Regions from separate parts of the Mus musculus genome. Here region 2 is linked to region 1. The links are chromatin contacts, called in public promoter capture Hi-C maps. All regions are on one chromosome and are shown on one strand. The core of a region is the stretch at or near the end of the contact, and the rest is flanking DNA. Distances in the headings are between cores, read along the strand shown.

Region 1 (3,934 bases), core at 516-3,015:
CCTGCCTCAGCTTCCCAAATGCTAGGATTACAGGCATGCAGCACCATGTTGACTACCCCAGGTTCTGTTAGCTTCTCAGACTTGGCCCTCAACACCCAAGATAATGTTCTTGTTCGTGCCCCTCCTCCCTGCTCCTGCACCCTCCATCCCTCACCTCTAACCTCCATCCCTCACCTCTAGCCCCCACCCCTCACCTCTAACCCCCACCCCTCACCTCTAGTCCCCACCCCTCACCTCTAACCCCCACCCCTCACCTCTAGCCCCCATCCCTCACCTCTAGCCCCCATCCCTTACCCTAACCTTCATTCCTTATTCCTATTCCTTCCTACATCACATCTCTTCTCTCACAAATGTCTGACCTCCATCTACAGAAAGGACCCTTAAGGGCAGAGAGAGCCCTGTCACCACCCAGCAGGGGACTTCAGTTATAAGATTACACTGTGAGTAATTAGCTGAAGGAATAAATGACAAGCTAATATCTGGGTGTAGGGGATCTGGGGAGTTGGGGCTGTCAGAAAACTTGTCCTTTAGAACCCTTTTGGATGACAACGTTGGGAAGGGTCATTGCACAGATGGGGAAATGGAGGGCAGGGTTCTCATCAGATGGAGAAGGTCTCTTGTTACATAGTGTCCTCCTGCTGGAGCATGATAGGTAGTAGCTGAAGAACCTGGAGGGCCCAGAGACCTCAGCAGCGCTGGGGTATTTAGCAGATAGTAATGTGCCTACTGCAGGTGGATGTCCCTTCCTGGATATAAAAGTTGAAGAGAAAGGTATCCGGTTTCTTGCTGTCTGACCAGCTCTGGGGTTCCCTTTCTAAAGTCCCCCCTTCCCAGGTCCCCGAATCCCTCTCCTTGGACCGAAGCCCTTCAGTTTCTAAATTCCTTGTGTTCCCTCTCTTAGAACCCTCAGTCCCCAAGCCTGCCCCTAGGGCCACCTGACCCAGGGACACTTGTGAGTGCTCACAACTAGCCTGCAGAATGCAGTCACTATCGCCCTAAGACCTCGGTTCCCAGGATTTTAACCTACCGTATCAGCCTCCTTGGATCCTGGGTCCATTTCTATTCATCTCCCCATATCTGCTTACCAGAACCCCAGTTTCCAAGGTCCGAGTGACGATTATTCATAGTTCTGAACATCTGGTCTCTCCCAACCAGATATTCTGCGTCTCTGGAGTGTCTTGGGATCCCATATCTGCGACACTGGACGCTGTCTTCTGACCCCCATTCCCCAAGGCCATTTGACCCTTGGGCACCTGCCTGGGTGAACTTCTTGGCACGCCCATGGCTGAGCTCCAGGGCCTCTCAACCTCTTTCCTAGCTGTCTTTGGGTCATCAACTTGCACCCTGGAGTCCCAGCTACCAGGAACCCCAACTATTTGTGTCCTGTGTTCTGCTGACCTTAGGTGGCCCCCACCCGGCCCTGACTTTCATGGGGGAGGCCACTCACCCTGGTAGTAAAGGGCCTCCGGCCTGGCCACACAGTGGGGGGGCCCAGGGACAACCGGGACGTCGCAGCCGCTGCGCAGGGCGTCCAGGGGTCCAGCGGGGCTGCGCGTGGTTGCGGGCTCTGGGGACGCGGGGCGCAGCGGGCGTTTGCGGAGTGGCAGCGCGGCGCCCGGGGTGCCCTTGGGCCGGGTGCGCAGGTCCACGGGCCCCTCGTCCATGGCCCCCGCGGGGCATCGGGGCATCGGGCCGCCCGGAGACGCCGGGGCGTGCGGCGAGCTCGGCACGGGAAGGCGGTCTCGCCGGGCAGCGGGACTTCCCCTGCCGCCGACTGAACTGAAGGGACTTTTGTCAGTCGGGGCGGCGCCCGCCTCCCGCCTCCCCGCCCCCGGGCCCCCGGGGCCACCCGTCCGCCCCAGGGGTTTCCTGGACCCGCGTCTCGGAGGCGGAGCTCCTGGTCCCCACCCGCCACTCTGCTCATTGTGCCTCTGGCCGGGAGCTCTGTCTGGGTCTGAGTCCTTGAGATTCTCACATCTTCTGTCTGTCTCTCGCTTTGTTAGACTGGAGCTCCTGTAGCCCAGGCTAGTCTCGAACTCACTATGTAGTAGAGGGTGGTCTTGAACTTCTGTTCCTCCTGTTTCAACCTCCTGAGTGCTGAAATGACACTTGCACTACTGTGCCTTGATCTATTTGTCTGTCTGTCTATCTATCTATCTATCTATCTATCTATCTATCTATCTATCTATCTATCTATCTATCTTTCCAGCCAGCCAGCCTGCCTTCCTTCCTTCCTTCCTTTCTTTTTTTCTTGGACCATGGATCGAAGGCTAGCCTTAAATTTGCTGTGTAGCGGAAGATGACCTTGAACTCCTGATCCTCCCTCCTCTACCTCCCATCTCGCCTGGGACACCATAACCGGCAAACGTTTCTGTTGGCTGGTGGGGGGGGGGGGAGGCTCCTGCGTGCTAGGGATCCATACTTCTAAGCCCCTCCCCCAAATCCCCCATCTCTGAATCTCTTGGCTGTGTCTGGCGATCGCTTCTACTTTTGTGAGCACCTTCCCCTCCCACTGGTCCCATCTTTCCTTTAGTATTTCTGACTCTTTCAGCCATCTCCCTTAGTGCCAACTCTGAAGTCCTTAGAGGCCACAGGGTTGCTAGGGCATGGGTCTGAATCCTGAGTCCTACTTCCTCTTGGGTGACCTTGGCCATGCACTTCTCCCTCTGAGCCGTTTCCTTTTTGCAATGCTGGAGCCTAGGAGCTTGTGCACTTGAGCGATCTCCCAGCCCTCTTTGCGTTCCGTTTTAAGACTAAGCTGTTCGGACTGGCTTTGCCTTTGTTCTGTAGCCCAGGATGGCTTAGAACCTGAATCTTCCTGTCTGAGGTGGGATGCAGGTCTGCACCATCAGGGTGAGCCCAGACTCACTCTTTGTGCGAGAGAAAAGCCCAGCCCAAGGCAGAGACTGGTTCTTGGCAGAAAGTAGCCACCCTCTGCCTTCCTCATGCCTCCTAACTCGCAGGGCACAGGATAGCTAGGGGTGCAGGAGAGCTCTGAATGTGTCTCCTTGCCAGGTCCCTGCACCCAGCCAGAGGCCTCAAAGAACGAAACGCCAATGAATCCCAGATGCAGAGAGAGAGAGGAGATTTGGAGACAGATCCTGAGAGATGCAAGTGTAGATAGGGAGAGTTAAGAGTTTGGACCAGCAGGCCTCACTTAGGGCTCAAGGCCAGACAACTGTGGGGGTTGGGGGGTGTAGGTTGACTCCCTCAGCTTTCCCCACTTCCCTTCCCACCCCAAGGAGGGGCTGGCTGGTGGGGAACAGGCCGGGCTGGTTGGGGCCCTGACTCAAACCCGCTGGAGCCGGGGAGGCGGGGCAGAGGCTCCGCCTCCTCCGGGTCCGCCCCGGGGCGGGGCAGCAGCTCGGGGCTTTCCCGGACATCCCGGGAGGTGGAGCACACACTGGGGTTGAGTCCAGGTCACTGAGTCACAGGGAGGCGGAGGGGGGCGGGGCGGCTTTGTAGACTTAGAGAGGCAGGGGAATAGCACCGCATGGCAAACCTGCTCAGAGGATTCTCAGGGTTCTCTGGTTCTTTCTCTGGATGTTCATGTGTCTCTACAAACCTGGCCCTGCATTCTGTTCCCTGACTCCTTTTTTTTTTCCAGGCAAGGAGACTCTCTTTAGCCCAGGCTGGCCACGAACTAGGGGCGATCTTCTTGCCTCTGCCTCTGTGCTGAAATTACAGGTGAGAGTCACCACCTCCATTTTTCTGTCCCTTTTTGTCCCTGTGCCCTCCGTGGTGCTTCTCTGGGACCGTGTAAGTGGGTGTGGAGTTGTGAAGGGACTTTGGCCGGCTGAGGCCGCACCCAGGTGGATGGTTAACCTGGTTTGTGGGATTCGAAGTGCCAGGCGACCTTACCACTTCCCATTGCCTTTTGTCTCTCCGGCTGCCTCACCCCCCACCCCACCCCATAGTGTTCCATTAAGGTGAA
Region 2 (3,934 bases), core at 806-3,305, 65 kb after region 1:
GTGTGATCTAGGGAAAGTATTTAGATTCATACTTGGCCTGGTAAGATTCCCAAGAAATGTTAGATGTCACCTTTGTTCCCCACCCTGTCCCCTAGCTCTTCATCTGGTGTGGCTACATCAACAAATACTTGAATTGTGATCAAGAAAATTGAACAATTCATCAGGACCAGGCATATAAAAGATGCTCAGTGAATATGGGAACAATCAGAGTATGGTGAGAACTAATGAAATGGGGTATATCTTAGGGTCTGGGAGATCCATGGTCTGGTACTCAGCAGATGCTCAATCAATGCACACTGTATATAATGAATGAGGAGGCTAAATGGCATGGTCTTTGCACTTGGTCTCCCTGCCATCACAGCTGTCCCACTTACCAGCTACATGGACGTTAATCTTGGCCTTCATTGTCCAGGCAGGGTTCATGGTGGCGGCCACCTGATAGGTGCCACTATCTGAAGGTTGGGCATTTCGAAGCAGCATGGAACCATTTGGGAAGCCAACAATGTCTCGCTGTCCCATGGCACTGCCATCCCTCTGGGGCCGTGGTAGTCCGGGGATATAAGAGAACAGCCTTGTGCCTCCAGAAGCCTCCTCCCCCAGGTACCAGATGAAATCCTGAGCAGTGCTGGGAACACCGTGAAGGGACAGAAGAAGGTCCTGGTTCTTTTGAGGCTGCTCTGGGATCATCTCGATGTGGAGGGCTGCCTGTGAGCCTTGGGGCAGCTCAAGGGCCAGGAACAAGGCTGTGGAAAAGTATGGAGGAGGCCTGAGGTCGAGTTTTGGGCAGAGGTAACAAAACCTTCCTCTTTACAGACTCTCAACCGCAGCAAAGACCATAAGGGCTGCACATTGGAAATGACAATGAGATTGATTAGTGATGTCTGCCCTGGGAGTAGGAATATAGGCACAGATGCCACAGATCTGCCACGCCAGTGGCAGAAGGGTTTTCTGTCCTGAGATGCTATGTGGTCTGTTCCTAAACACTTGGACCCTCTGAATTTACTTATTCAACCAATATTTAAAGGATGAATAAGTAAATACATTTCATCATAGACCAATTACATCATCTAGGTTTGTCTTCTCCTCCTCTTCCTATTCTTCCTCCTCATTCTTCAAGACAGGGTTTCTCTGTGTAGCTCTGGAACTCACTCTGTAGACCAGGCTGGCCTTAGAGATTCATTTTGCCTCTGTCTCCTGAGTGCTGGGATCAAAGTCATGTGCCACCATCTCCTGGTTTCTTCTCTTCCTTCTCCTTCTCCTCCTCCTCCTCTTCTTTCTCCTCTTCCTCCTCCTCCTCATGTGCCACCATCTCCTGGTTTCTTCTCCTTCTCCTCTCCCTCCTCTTCCTCTTCCTCCTCCTTCTTCCCCCCCCTCCCCCCTCCTCCTCCCTCCTCATTTTCCTTCTTCTTTTGAGTCAGGGTTGCCTGGAACTCATTATGCAGTCCAGCTCCAACTTGTGATCCTTCTGCCTCAGCCTCCAAAGTGCTGCCATTACAGATATACACCACTATGGCTGGCTTGTTCCTAGATTTTTGCTTTTTATTTGAAACAAGGTCTCATGTAGACCAGGCTAGCCTTGAACTGCCTATGTAGTTCAGGATGTCCTTCTACCTTACAAACTCTGCGAGTCTATGTGTGACTCACCAGTCCTGGCTCAGTCTCTATAGTCCCTTCCCTCCCTCCTTCGCTCACTCCCCAGAACCCCCTGGGAAAACAAACACTAATTCCTACCCTCATAGTCCTGACATTCTAGAAGATGCCATAGATGAAATAGGGATGGAGCTGTGATGTCACTACCCTGCCTCATCTTGTCCCTCAGCCCTCTGAGGCTGTTTCCTCCTTACCTGAGAACAGGAGGCCCTTTGAGAAGCAGCCCGGTGGGGTCCAGGTCTCCATCTTGCTTCCTGTAGAGATGGCAAGGGCACTGAGAGCCACAGGCTGGGGTCTTGCTCTCTTAAGAGTGAAGTTCAGTGGGGCATCCAGCGGGTGCCACGGGACCCAGCCAGGCTTGGAGGCTGCCGAGCCCTATCATCCCCTTCCACTGTCTCCCAGCCTTTCAGGGCTCCACCCATGCCCTGAGATGAAGCGTGCACACTGGTTGGACCAGTCTTCCCGGACCTCCTCCCCAGCACCTCCATTTTCTTCCCACCCAGCGTGGCTGGCCAAGGGGAACCAGTGAGGCAGCCTCTGTTTGAGCAACACCCCCCCCCCCCACCGCACCCTACTACCTCCCCTAGAAACAGAAGTTCAGGGAAGTGTGAAAGTCACTGAGTAGCAGAGGGTTTTTTGTTTTTGTTTTAAAATCTGGGGCAAGTTCACTCTAAAGAACTTAACATTTTCTTTTCTTTTCTTTCTTTCTTTTTTTCTTCTTCTTTTTTTTTTTTTTTAAAAAAAAGAGACAGGGTTTCTCTTTATAGCTCTGGCTGTCCTGGAGCTCACTTTGTAGACCAGGCTGGCCTCGAACTCAGAAATCCGCCTGCCTCTGCCTCCCGAGTGCTGGGATTAAAGGCGTGCGCCACCACGCCTGGCTAACATTTTCTTTTAACATGGAGGGCGGTGCTTCTCGCCACCATGGGTCTCAGGAATCTAACTCAGGTTACCAGGCTTGGCGGCAACCCCTTCATTCTCTGAAACGTGCTTTGTTTGTTTGTTTGTTTGTTTCTAAGTATTCATCTACTAAATCCCGTGACCCTTGCCCAGCTTGTGACCCGATGGGGCTTAAGAAGTGCTCTCCTGGGGGCTGATGAGATGGCTCAGTGGTTAAGAGTGCCTACTGCTCTTCCATAGGTCCTGAGTTCAAATCTCAGCAACCACATGGTGGCTCACAACTATCCTAACGAAATCTGATGCCCTCTTCTGGAGTGTCTGAAGACAGCTACAGTGTACTTACATATAATAAATAAATAAATCAAAAAAGAAAAGAGAAGTGCTCTCCTTTCCTTCAGCCCTCTGTGTATCACAGCCCCCTTTCAGACCCACCCCCAGACAAGGCTGTGATCAGAGGACAGTTGAAAATCAACGGAGACTAGGAGAGCCGCTGACTAACCTAAGGGGAAGGGAGGGCTCCCTGGAGGAAGGGACCTATTGTGAGAGAGTTGGAATCAGGCCTGTGCCCCAGGCTTCCCAGCTCATGCAAAGGAAGGAGGTGGGAGTGGGGCTAAACACCCAAGTGCATCATGGAAACTGTGAAATCTGGGTCACTGAGGCACTGGGAAAGCCTGTAATATTTCCAGACTCATTCCAGAAGGTTCTATTGGAAAGAGACCATCTACTGACCAGAGGAGGCTGGCGCTGGGCAGTTTCTGGTCCAGCAGGAAAGGAGCACCTACAGTTGGGGGTGGAGGGCAGTGTGCTTGCCTGTCTCTGTCATGAGGTGGCAGATGATGGGCAGAGCCCTTCAGTCCCTGATTTGAGGCAATCAGGAATTGTGGCTTTTTATGCCAGGACTATAATCACCACACCCCACTGAGGGTGGGCAGCCCTGCCTGGAGCCCTGGGCACCTTTCCTTATTCACTTGGCAGCAAATAGCCCCCCATTCTGCCTCTCTAATTGGTCCTCTGACAAATGAGACTCCACATTGCCCACTCCTGTGCATGCCTGCAGTAGCAGCAATCACCAACCTATAGTCACTGACTTTAACTTTGGCCCAGCCCTTTGCCCAAGGCCCAGCCCTCCAATCGAGCCATACCTGGAAGACCTAGTAGTGATGTCTACAGTCATCCCTCCATCAATCCTTCTTGTTATAGTTTTGTCATTTTTCTGTCTGCCACCAAGTGGGTGTAGACAATGCAGCAATTTTATCTTAAATCCGGAGCTGTGGTCTCAACCTTCTTATAGCTTGGGACCATTTAATACTGTTTCTCACATTGTGGCCACATCCCCAACCATAAAATCACTTTCATTGCTACTTCATAACTGTAATTTTGCTACTGT

Evidence for each region. Capture Hi-C pulls out chosen DNA fragments and counts their contacts.
Region 2: a contact with region 1 is called in a promoter capture Hi-C map of pancreatic islet. The contact joins the promoter of Ceacam19 here to the promoter of Bcl3 in region 1. A contact is called at or near these places in 11 of 39 promoter capture datasets (the C10 cell line, the HPC-7 cell line, cranial neural crest and 8 more), 1 of 15 datasets of contacts at CTCF or cohesin (CD8 T cells), 7 of 484 Hi-C or Micro-C datasets (B cells, CD8 T cells, the G1E-ER4 cell line and 2 more), 17 of 115 datasets of contacts at active chromatin or transcription factors (the 230-238 cell line, CD8 T cells, the HPC-7 cell line and 9 more) and 4 of 9 other capture datasets (adipose tissue, embryonic stem cells, liver and 1 more).

What each region holds. Positions count from the first base shown.
Region 1 is chr7:19,820,990-19,824,923 of GRCm38.p6, forward strand. It overlaps Bcl3 (B cell leukemia/lymphoma 3), which reads right to left and starts at 1,766. Exons shown (of 9, transcript NM_033601.3): 1 at 1,448-1,766. The coding sequence starts at 1,688.
Region 2 is chr7:19,885,910-19,889,843 of GRCm38.p6, forward strand. It overlaps Ceacam19 (carcinoembryonic antigen-related cell adhesion molecule 19), which reads right to left and starts at 2,056. Exons shown (of 7, transcript NM_177036.5): 1 at 1,845-2,056; 2 at 375-743. The coding sequence starts at 1,896.